Regions from separate parts of the Rattus norvegicus genome. Here region 1 is linked to region 2. A link is a contact called in public Hi-C data. All regions are on one chromosome and are shown on one strand. Each heading gives the region's core, a stretch centred on a gene start, on an enhancer-like site or on the middle of the called end of the contact. The rest is flanking DNA. Distances are from core to core; before and after follow the strand shown.

The links. A called contact is a pair of places that touch in the nucleus more often than the background predicts.
Region 1: a contact with region 2 is called in a Hi-C map of Schwann cells, with 2.7 times the contacts expected there. The contact joins the promoter of Dnm1 here to the enhancer-like site in region 2. A contact is called at or near these places in 5 of 12 Hi-C or Micro-C datasets (the A7r5 cell line, the Rat2 cell line, Schwann cells and 2 more).

The regions. Positions count from the first base shown.
Region 1 is chr3:36,043,311-36,047,757 of GRCr8, reverse strand. It overlaps Dnm1 (dynamin 1), which reads left to right and starts at 1,469. Exons shown (of 23, transcript NM_080689.5): 1 at 1,469-1,668. The coding sequence starts at 1,508.
Region 2 is chr3:36,005,037-36,009,850 of GRCr8, reverse strand. It overlaps Dnm1 (dynamin 1), which reads left to right. Exons shown (of 23, transcript NM_080689.5): 18 at 284-295; 19 at 598-768; 20 at 2,747-2,988; 21 at 3,335-3,550. Among named protein-coding and RNA genes, the nearest start is that of Golga2, 26 kb to the right of the region's middle. Within about 2 kb of position 3,235, at least 26 of the 93 cell types and tissues checked have an H3K27ac peak or open chromatin away from gene starts, as enhancers often do. A contact at or near this core is called in Schwann cells, where this site is marked.

The DNA of each region.
Region 1 (4,447 bases), core at 220-2,719, 40 kb before region 2:
GGGGTTTTAGCTCAGTGGCGCTTGCCTAGGAAGCGCAAGGCCCTGGGTTCGGTCCCCAGCTCAGGAAAAAAAAAAAAAAAAAAAAAAAAAAAGCAAAAAAAAAAAAAAAAAACCAACAACAACAACAAAAAAAAAAAACCACAAGCCCTGCCCCTGCCCTGCTCCCTGCTCATCACCCCGACAGAGTCATAGTCATTGGCTTAGTTGCATATGGCCCCTCCCTTTCCCATTTGTCTTTCAGGTAAGGATTATTGTCGCTGCTTTGTCCCGGGGGCCTAGCAGGTGCCTGCCTGCTCAGGAACCCAATAGTCTTTAATACCTAGGGCACTTCCCTAGTCTCAGAACATAGAAATGACTGGACAGCCCTCCCTTTCTTGGCTTCCTTGCTGGGAGTCCTAACTAGGTCCTTCTTGATGCAAAAGTGGGTAGGGGGCCTGGTTCCCAACGGTCTGTCTCTGTGAGAAGGACAGGCAAGTATGACTGCAGGAGCCCTTGGTTTGAATGGCATTGTTTATCGATTTCTGAATGTGGCTATCATCCTCTTGGAGACCTAGAGTTTAAGACAAAACTTTCACCTCTCCTGGGCAGGATTTCCTAGGTATCAGGGCCTTTGTACTTCTTGTCCACTCCACCAGGGTGGTTTCCCCCTATCCGTGTGGCTGGCCCCTTCTTATCTTTTACATTCCCTTTCAAAGGCCACTTCTTCGGAAAACCTTTGGCTCCTTCCGGCTAATGTGACTTTCCAACCCATGTTGGTTTCCTCCGTTTCTTTTAGTACAAAAGATCTTCTGGGTCCTGTCTATCCCACCACCTGTAAGATCTCTGAGTGCGGAGTCCCTAGCTGTTCTGCATAGCGTTGTGTCTGTAAGCTTCGGAAGGGGCCTAGCTTACCAGGAAGGGTTCCTGGTAATTCGTTGAATTAATGGTTTTTATTTCTTCCTCCTACAACCAGAAGACACTGAGGTCCCAAGATAAGAAGGAATATGCTGCAGATTTTTGATTCGTGTCAGAACCTAGACTAGAAAGCATCCAAGGCTTAAGTGGACTAAGGCTGACTTTGGTCAGCTGACTGCAGCATGGGGGTGCCAGATCTTCCCTCTAAGGCCTCAGTTTCTCCATTTGGAAATAACTGCTGAAATGAAGTAATTATGAATGACCACCATATACTAGCCAATTTCTATAGTTAGCACTCCTAGCCATCACCAAAAAAATTATCTTTGGTGCAGCATCCGTATCCCCAGAAACACAAGTGTCCCCCGAAAGCCGCAGAAGGAGAAAACTACAACACCCATGACGCCCAGCGCTGCGTCTGCGCATAGTGATCAGTCCGCGAAACCCTACTCGCCATCTAGCGGCGGCCTGGAGAAGCGCTCCGCTCGGATCCCCGAGAGGCGGAGGACCCGCGGTGCACGCAGTCGGGATATTCCGCTGCAGCCGCGAAGCCGGGGGCCAAGAGCCGGAGCAGGAGCGGCTGCCGGGATCGCAGCCCGCCGGGCCCGCCGCAACCATGGGCAACCGCGGCATGGAAGACCTCATCCCGCTGGTTAACCGGTTACAGGACGCCTTCTCTGCCATCGGCCAGAACGCGGACCTCGACTTGCCGCAGATCGCCGTGGTAGGCGGCCAGAGCGCCGGCAAGAGCTCGGTGCTGGAGAATTTCGTGGGCAGGTAGGAGCGGCGCGGACACCCGCACCCGGGTGCCCCGGGTCCCCGCCCCGGGCTCCGACGGCCTGGGCGCTGGTCTGGAGGACCGAGCGCCCCCGCCCCCCACTTGAGCCCTGGGGTCCGCAGCGCCCCCGCCAGCCCGCAGACATCAGTGGAGTCCCCCGCTCACGCCCCCTCCTTCACCCCATCGTCTGCAGGGCGACCCCTGCAGAGGGCTGTCCTTGATCGCCAATACCCGCACGGAGGGGGCCCGCATTACTCAGGTCCTCGCTGGGAGCCGACAGCACCCGGAGGGCAGTGGGCTTCTTGGAACCCGCTCTGCCCCCGTGGGAATTCCTGGTCGTGACAGGGGACAGCCCCCTCCCCCAGTCCCTAGAAAAGGACACAGCCCTATAGGCATCGGGGACCAGGCACAACACCCCCCCCCCCGCACACGCACACAGCGCACACACGCACACACACACGCGCACACACGCACACACACACACGCACACACACGCACACACACGCACACACACGCACATACACACACACACACACACACACCTCTGCGGCTCCCGCCGCCATCCGTGCGCAGCGCGGCGGAGGGGGAGGCGCGGGCTGCGGTGTGAGGAAAGGAAGGGGGTGGGGGGCAGAAGCGGTCTGTGAGCCTCTACGGAGCAGCCTGCCCCTGGCTTCGTCTCCCCCTTGGGAAGGGGCCGCTTGTCAGCGTTCTCCTCCCCTAGCCGGCAGAAGGGTTGTGATGGAGAGAAAAGGCGGCAGAGGGCAGAGATGACTAAGTCCAGGAGGCAGGATGGCAGGGAGGGGGGTAGTGAGCCATTGCAGAACCTAATCCTCCTCTGGCCTCTGATCCCACAAGGCTCTGAGAAGTCCAGGTGGCAGAGTGGAAGGGAGCCTTAGAGACAAAGGGTCTTGGACTTAGGGGCACAGGCAGGGTCGTGACCCCCGCCCCAGCCCCCAGGCTCCCTTGGAGCAAAGGAAGACAGAGGTGGCATTTCTGGTTCTTAGAAAGAGCAGTCGTTTCTATGAGCTCAGGTGCAGGCCTGGAAAGGGGCTGCCGGGCCCAGAGAGGAGTCTGAAGCCTTAACCTTGACCTCTCATCTGCGAGGCATAAACGCTCATCTTTCTACAGAGTCTTGCTTTCTTGCAGTGACCTTCATTGGTTAAGGAGATGTCAGGCATGAGGAGAGGGAAGCAGCGGCCCCTCCTTCCAGAGGGACAAGCATTCTGTGGGGTGACAGCTGGGTCTAAGCCAGGTGTTGCTGGAAAACCTTGGGCAAGTCACTTGCCTTTACCAAACCTCAGTGCAGTATGGACAGATTGGAGGGTTGATGCCACCACCCATCCTGGGAAGCCACTGCAAACCCACCCGGGGTGGGGTTGGGGAAGAGGAGCTGAGTAGAACCATGTAGTCGTGAGATGTAGACATTCCACCGTGGAAATAGCTCTGTCCATCTTGTGAGCAGAGAGGACCAGCTGTCTCTGGGTCATGTGACCCCAGAGCTGCAGACACAGGCAAGAAGATGAGCCCCTTCCCAGGGGTTCAGCAGTCAGGGCTGTTGGGGGTGGAGGAATGTATGGTGCCCTGAAGACAGGGGCGTGGAAGAGTGCCCAGCACTTTACAGTATATAAACCACATCTCCATGTCGAGTTCTCTGAGCATTTGCTGGACTGTTCTAAGCCAGACCGTGTGTTCTAGTCAGGGGGTGCAGACCGGAGCCCCTCCCTGCCTTGTTGTAACCCCTGTGAAGCAGGCACAGTGGTGTCCACCCTATAGATGGGCAACTGACCTTAGATGCTTTTTCTCAAGGTCATATATGCCCGAATGGGTGATACCTGTCAGACTCCAACTTGATCCTGCATTGGTCATGGGGACAGATTGGAGTGTAGACATCTGGGTTCACATCTGTAGGATGGGGACCCTGGAAACTTACCTGGACCTCCTAAACCAGTACAAAAGCCATTCACTAAACCCATGAATGAGAGTCCTTGAGACACTTTGAGAGTCTATGAGGCTGGGGACCTGTCCATGATGCTCTGGCACAGTGCAGCATCTAGCCCAGACCACAGTAGATAGATAGCCTCGGCTGTTGACCTGCTGCCTGAGAGGCCACAACTTCAGCCAGGAGGACGCGGAAGAGTGTCCAGATGCAGAGGAAGAGGACTGCTCCCAAATCTGAGGGGCAAGTGGGAAGCAGCGTCGATCCTTAAGATCGAGTGAAGAAGCCACAAAATGAACAGCGACATTGAGGCTAGGGGCGGGGTCAGGTCCCAGTCAGCCCTACCTGTGCCCTCACAGATGCCCAGCCTCTCTGCCTAGCTCTGGGTCCCCAGACCCGTGAACATGGTAACGACAGCTCTTTCTCCTGGGGCTTTCAGCGCACCAAACCCCCATGGAGAGGAAGTGGGAAACTCCCTAGAGAAAACAAGCTAATCCAGGGCAGGCAGGCTCCCGGGCATCCAGGAGGACCTGGCGTCAGCTCTGCAATTGAGGTGACCCAGCGGCTGTCCGGGACCTTGCTAGGTCTTGTTTGATTCTGTGCTGTTCATTTCCCTTCCCTTTACAGATGGGGGAAACTGAGGCCAGTTCATTCAGTCATTTAGCAGTGACTTTTGGAGGGTCCGCAGCAGTCACACTGGAGAGTCTTTGGTGAAGCTGTGCATTCCAGAGAGAGAAACTGAGACCCCTGGAAGCTGTGGTCTGTCTCCCCAAAGAGCTGAGCTGCTTTCCACACAGAGGGCTCAGAAGGTCTTAGAGGAAGGTCTCACCCAGGAGAACCAA
Region 2 (4,814 bases), core at 1,986-4,485:
TGCTACCTAGATGAGTTTGGAACAAAGCCCTCTGGTTTCCCACTCTCCCCTCTGCCAGAGGACGTCTCCTGTACTTTCATACACTGGTGGCTTCAGTGTCACTTCTCACATCTCCCCTGCCGCTGTGGCAGTGCGTACACATACCAGGGTTAGAGTGCACTGTGCTAAGCTCACACAATCTCTCCCTTTCCCTCTCTATGTCTACTTCGAATGTGCCCCTTGGTGGCGGTGGTGACCATGGCCATGCTGATGTGGCTTCTATGGCTCTGACATGGACCTTCAGGACAAGGAGAAAGTAAGTATACAAGCTCCGCTAGACTGGCACCCGCTCTGGCCAAGTGAGGGAGCAATGTTCGTTTCCAATGTATGGATTGAGAAATGGAGACAAATTCTAGCCACCAGGGTTAGAGTTGAGTCAGGGCTGCATGTGGGGAGGCAGGATCCTTCGAAGCACAGAGGTGGTGAGCCTGGAGCCCCAAGACGCCCTCAGCACCTCAGTGTGGCTGGCACCCTTGCAAGGTCTGAGGTCTCAGTGATCCATGGACTCTGGTTGCACAAACAACCCTCCCACACCGATGCCTGTGTTCCCAATGGCAGGCCAGTGAGACTGAGGAGAACGGCTCTGACAGCTTCATGCACTCCATGGACCCTCAGCTGGAGCGCCAGGTGGAGACCATCCGGAACCTGGTAGACTCGTACATGGCCATTGTCAACAAGACTGTACGGGATCTCATGCCCAAGACCATCATGCACCTCATGATCAACAATGTATGTATATAGCTGTGGGGTGTGCAGCGTGCTGCGTAAGACCAAGCAGCCAGCCAGTGTATTTCTTTTTATTACATTATTTATGTTATGTGCAGGGCAGGGGAACACATGCCTTTATGTTGGTTGTGGGTTGGTCCTGGACAACTGGAGCGAGTTTCTTTTCTCCTTTTACCGTGTAGGTCTTAAGGATTGCACTCAGGTCTTTAGGCTTGTCGGCAAGCACTTTTACCCACAGAATCATCCCATAGTCCCCAAACCCTTAACTTTTTATTTTTTTCCAAGACAGGGACTTACTACATAGCTCTAGCTAGCCTTGAACTCACAGAGATCCACCTCCCCAATGCTGGGATTAAAGGTGTGCACTACTATGCCTGGTTCCAAAACCCTTAATTTTGATAGTATTTATTTCAAGCCCCGAGATATCCAAAATATTGTTCTGAGAGAGAGAGTCTTGCTGTGGAGTCCAGGCTGGCCTCAAACTTGTGGCTGATCTCTCCCTGGCTTTATCTCCTCAGTGCTGAGATGGCAGGTACGACCTATTTACTACACCGGGTCCCAATCTAGAAAATATTAATTAGGGTTGGGGATTTAGCTCAGTGGTAGAGCGCTTGCCTAGCAAGCTCAAGGCCCTGGGTTTGGTCCCCAGCTCCAAAAAAAAGAAAAAAGAAAAAAAAAAAGAAAATATTAATTAACAGGATATTTTCCCATTAAGTTTTGCAAACCCACTTCAGATGTTACATAGCCAGTGGAAATACTTCAACTTAATTTGAATTTCAGGAAACTTACGGTTGAAAAATAAGACACCTAGGCTGACCCAAACATGCATGTTCTTCAGGAGGGGTTAGGAATCATAGCTTTTTGAGACTCTCAGATGCTGCTTTGAAACACACCTCACAGGGCCACCACAGCCTGGGGCTGTGTAGAAGCAGGCCTCAGGAAAGCAGAACTGGAATGCTGTTGGCTTTCCCACAGATTGCCTCTGTGATTCTGAGCGTATGTAATCTCTGAGTCTGTTTCCCAATGTGTAAAGTATGACCGGCGAAATAGAGCTGACGTCAGAATGCTTATGAAGTGTGGCGCAACACTGAGTGTGGAACGTGGCACATGCTCAGTAGGTTTTGGAAAAGGAGTCAGTGAGATTGGAGTAAGCTGCAAAAATGCCAGCTGCTCTCAAGATTGTCTCAGACTGGATGGCATAAGAATGTCTGGGGAGGGGCTGGGGATTTAGCTCAGTGGTAGAGCGCTTACCTAGGAAGCACAAAGCCCTGGGTTCGGTCCCCAGCTCCGAAAAAAAGAACCAAAAAAAAAAAAAAAAAAAAGAAAAGAAAAGAAAAGAAAAAAAAAAGAATGTCTGGGGATTGGGCTGGAGAGATGGCTCAGTAGTTAAGAGCACCGACTGCTCTTCCAAAGGTCCTGAGTTCAATTCCCAGCAACCACATGGTGGCTCACAACCATCTGTAATGAGATCTGATGCCCTCTTCTGGTGTGTCTGAAGATAACTACAATGTATATAATAAATAAATAAACCTTCAAAAAATTAAAAAAAAAATGTCTGGGGATTTGAAATAGGCATTAAACTTCCACTACACACACGGACACATTTCCCTCAATTAAAAAGACACATAGTTAGATATTTGTTATTTTCTTCCTTAAGGACCTAGGGCACTTTAAAGTATCTTCTTCCTTATTTTGGTCTGAAGAAAGGCTCATAAACTTAGTAGGCAGTTGTCCTAGTGACATGGTTGGTTCTGAATCTCCTCCCGGATCCGACACCTAGGGCAGGTGGCTTCGCTATCCTGTATTCTCGTGTGAGAAAAGGGCATTAAGATGTGGTTTCAAGAGTTTAGGCACCAAGCAGTAGTAGGCATCTGAAATATCAAGCCCCGCTTCCGGTTCTGCACCCAGACCCAGTAGGTCTGGCCAGAGACAAGGTGGCGCGGTCATCAGGTTCTAGCCTTCCTTCCCTCTCTGTGCACAGACCAAGGAGTTTATCTTCTCTGAGCTGCTGGCCAACCTGTACTCTTGCGGGGACCAGAACACGCTGATGGAAGAATCGGCCGAACAGGCTCAGCGGCGCGACGAGATGCTGCGTATGTACCACGCACTGAAGGAGGCGCTCAGCATTATCGGCGACATCAACACGACCACCGTCAGCACGCCCATGCCCCCGCCCGTGGACGACTCCTGGCTGCAGGTGCAGAGCGTACCGGCCGGACGCAGGTACCAGGGCCGGCCCCCACGGCCCCAAAGCCCCCCAGCCCGGGGCCCGCGGGAGGAGGGCCGGGACCGGGCAGTGGCGCGCCCGGGTCTCGGGGGCTCCCACCTGGAGCGAGGGGAGGAGCTTAGAAGAGGGCGGGGCTTGTCGCGGGGCGGGGCTTGCCGTGAGCGCTGGCTGCAGGGTGGGTGGCGCCGCTGGGGACCGGGCTTAGGCTCCCACGCTGTCTAAGGTCGCTATGGGCGGGGCTTGCTGCATGGGCGGGGACAGCCTGGGCTGAGGGCGGGGTCTCTGCTGTGGGCGGAGCCACTCACCTCTGCTCCGCGCTTCTTCCGCTCTTGTCGCCCGTAGGTCGCCCACGTCCAGCCCCACGCCGCAGCGCCGAGCCCCCGCCGTGCCCCCAGCCCGGCCCGGGTCGCGGGGCCCTGCTCCTGGGCCTCCGCCTGCTGGATCCGCCCTGGGGGGGGCTCCCCCCGTGCCCTCCAGGCCGGGGGCTTCCCCTGACCCCTTTGGCCCCCCTCCCCAGGTGCCCTCGCGCCCCAACCGCGCCCCGCCTGGGGTCCCCAGGTGAGTAGGGGCTTAAAGCGACGGGAAAGGCTGCCAGGCGGGTGTGACCTGGAGGGAGGTGGAGTTGGATTCTAGATCCTCGGCCTAGCAGCAGAAACGACCCTCTCCATCTTAGGCGTTGGGGTCACATTGCAAGGCCAAGGGACCTGCGGCCACGGGCAGGAGGTCCTGCGCCGCAGGGGGCGCTGAGTCCCGGTGGCGGTCGTTTCTGGGAGGGGGCTCTGGGGCTCAAACCATTTGCCCCCTTCTTTTCAGTATTTGCATGGCGCTTCCCTTTTTTTCATTTTCTCTCCATGCCTCCCACACTTCGCATTTCTTAAACCCTTGCCTCCCATCCTCCTCCATTCCACCCTTCACTCACCTGGCCCAGCTCCTGGTGAGCCTACCTCAGGTCTAGGTCTCTGACCCCAGATCCTCTCTTTGAATCGTGTGGATTTCTTCATTTACATCCAGAGCTACTTCGATGCCCCACTTCCCAGCCCTGACTCTTTTGAGCTGTCCCAGAGTGCCGTTCCACCTCTGGCCCACAGTATCAGGCCAGGCTGTGATTGTGTGACCAGCAAGGTGTGATGATGTGTATGTGGGCGTGCACACGGGTGTGAATGTGAGAGTGTGGCACCCAGGCATGGACATGCATAGAAAGCAGCTGGGGAAGGGCTCTGGGAATGGTGGACAGTCTGGTGGTCTGAAACCAGATGGTGGGTGTTGGGTAAGGACTGGGATCAAAGGCTACCCTGCTGCCAGAGAGCTCCAAGAACAAGGAATATACTTCATCCCTTGCCTTTGTCTTCTTATCCACGACTGGCTTTCCAGGAAGCTCACTCTAATAACCAAGTCTGCCCTGTTTCTACGGACTGCGGCTGGTCTCTAAGAAAACACATGCTCAGACAGACCAACAGCTTCTATTTGGGAATCTAGATGGCTGAAGGACAGAGCTAGAGGAATAGCCCCCATACACCAAATGAAGCTGGGTCTACTCTGTGGGGCTCTGATGTCTGGAACAGTAAAGATGGGCAGCATGTCATGGGACTGGAGTCCAGACATGCTGGTTCACTTCCCTTAGACAAGTCATTTTCCCTCCCAGGGCTTTAGTTTCCTTCTCCTAAATAAGTGTACCCTGACATTTCCCCAGGAGAGTGTCAGATTGACAGGGACAGTGGGCTGCTTTATTAACAGTAAATAGCAGGGTGGGGTAGGTTGGACATTTGGAGAGGTTCAATGATGTAGGGAACCAAGGGAGCTTCTTGGGCAGAAACATGACAGC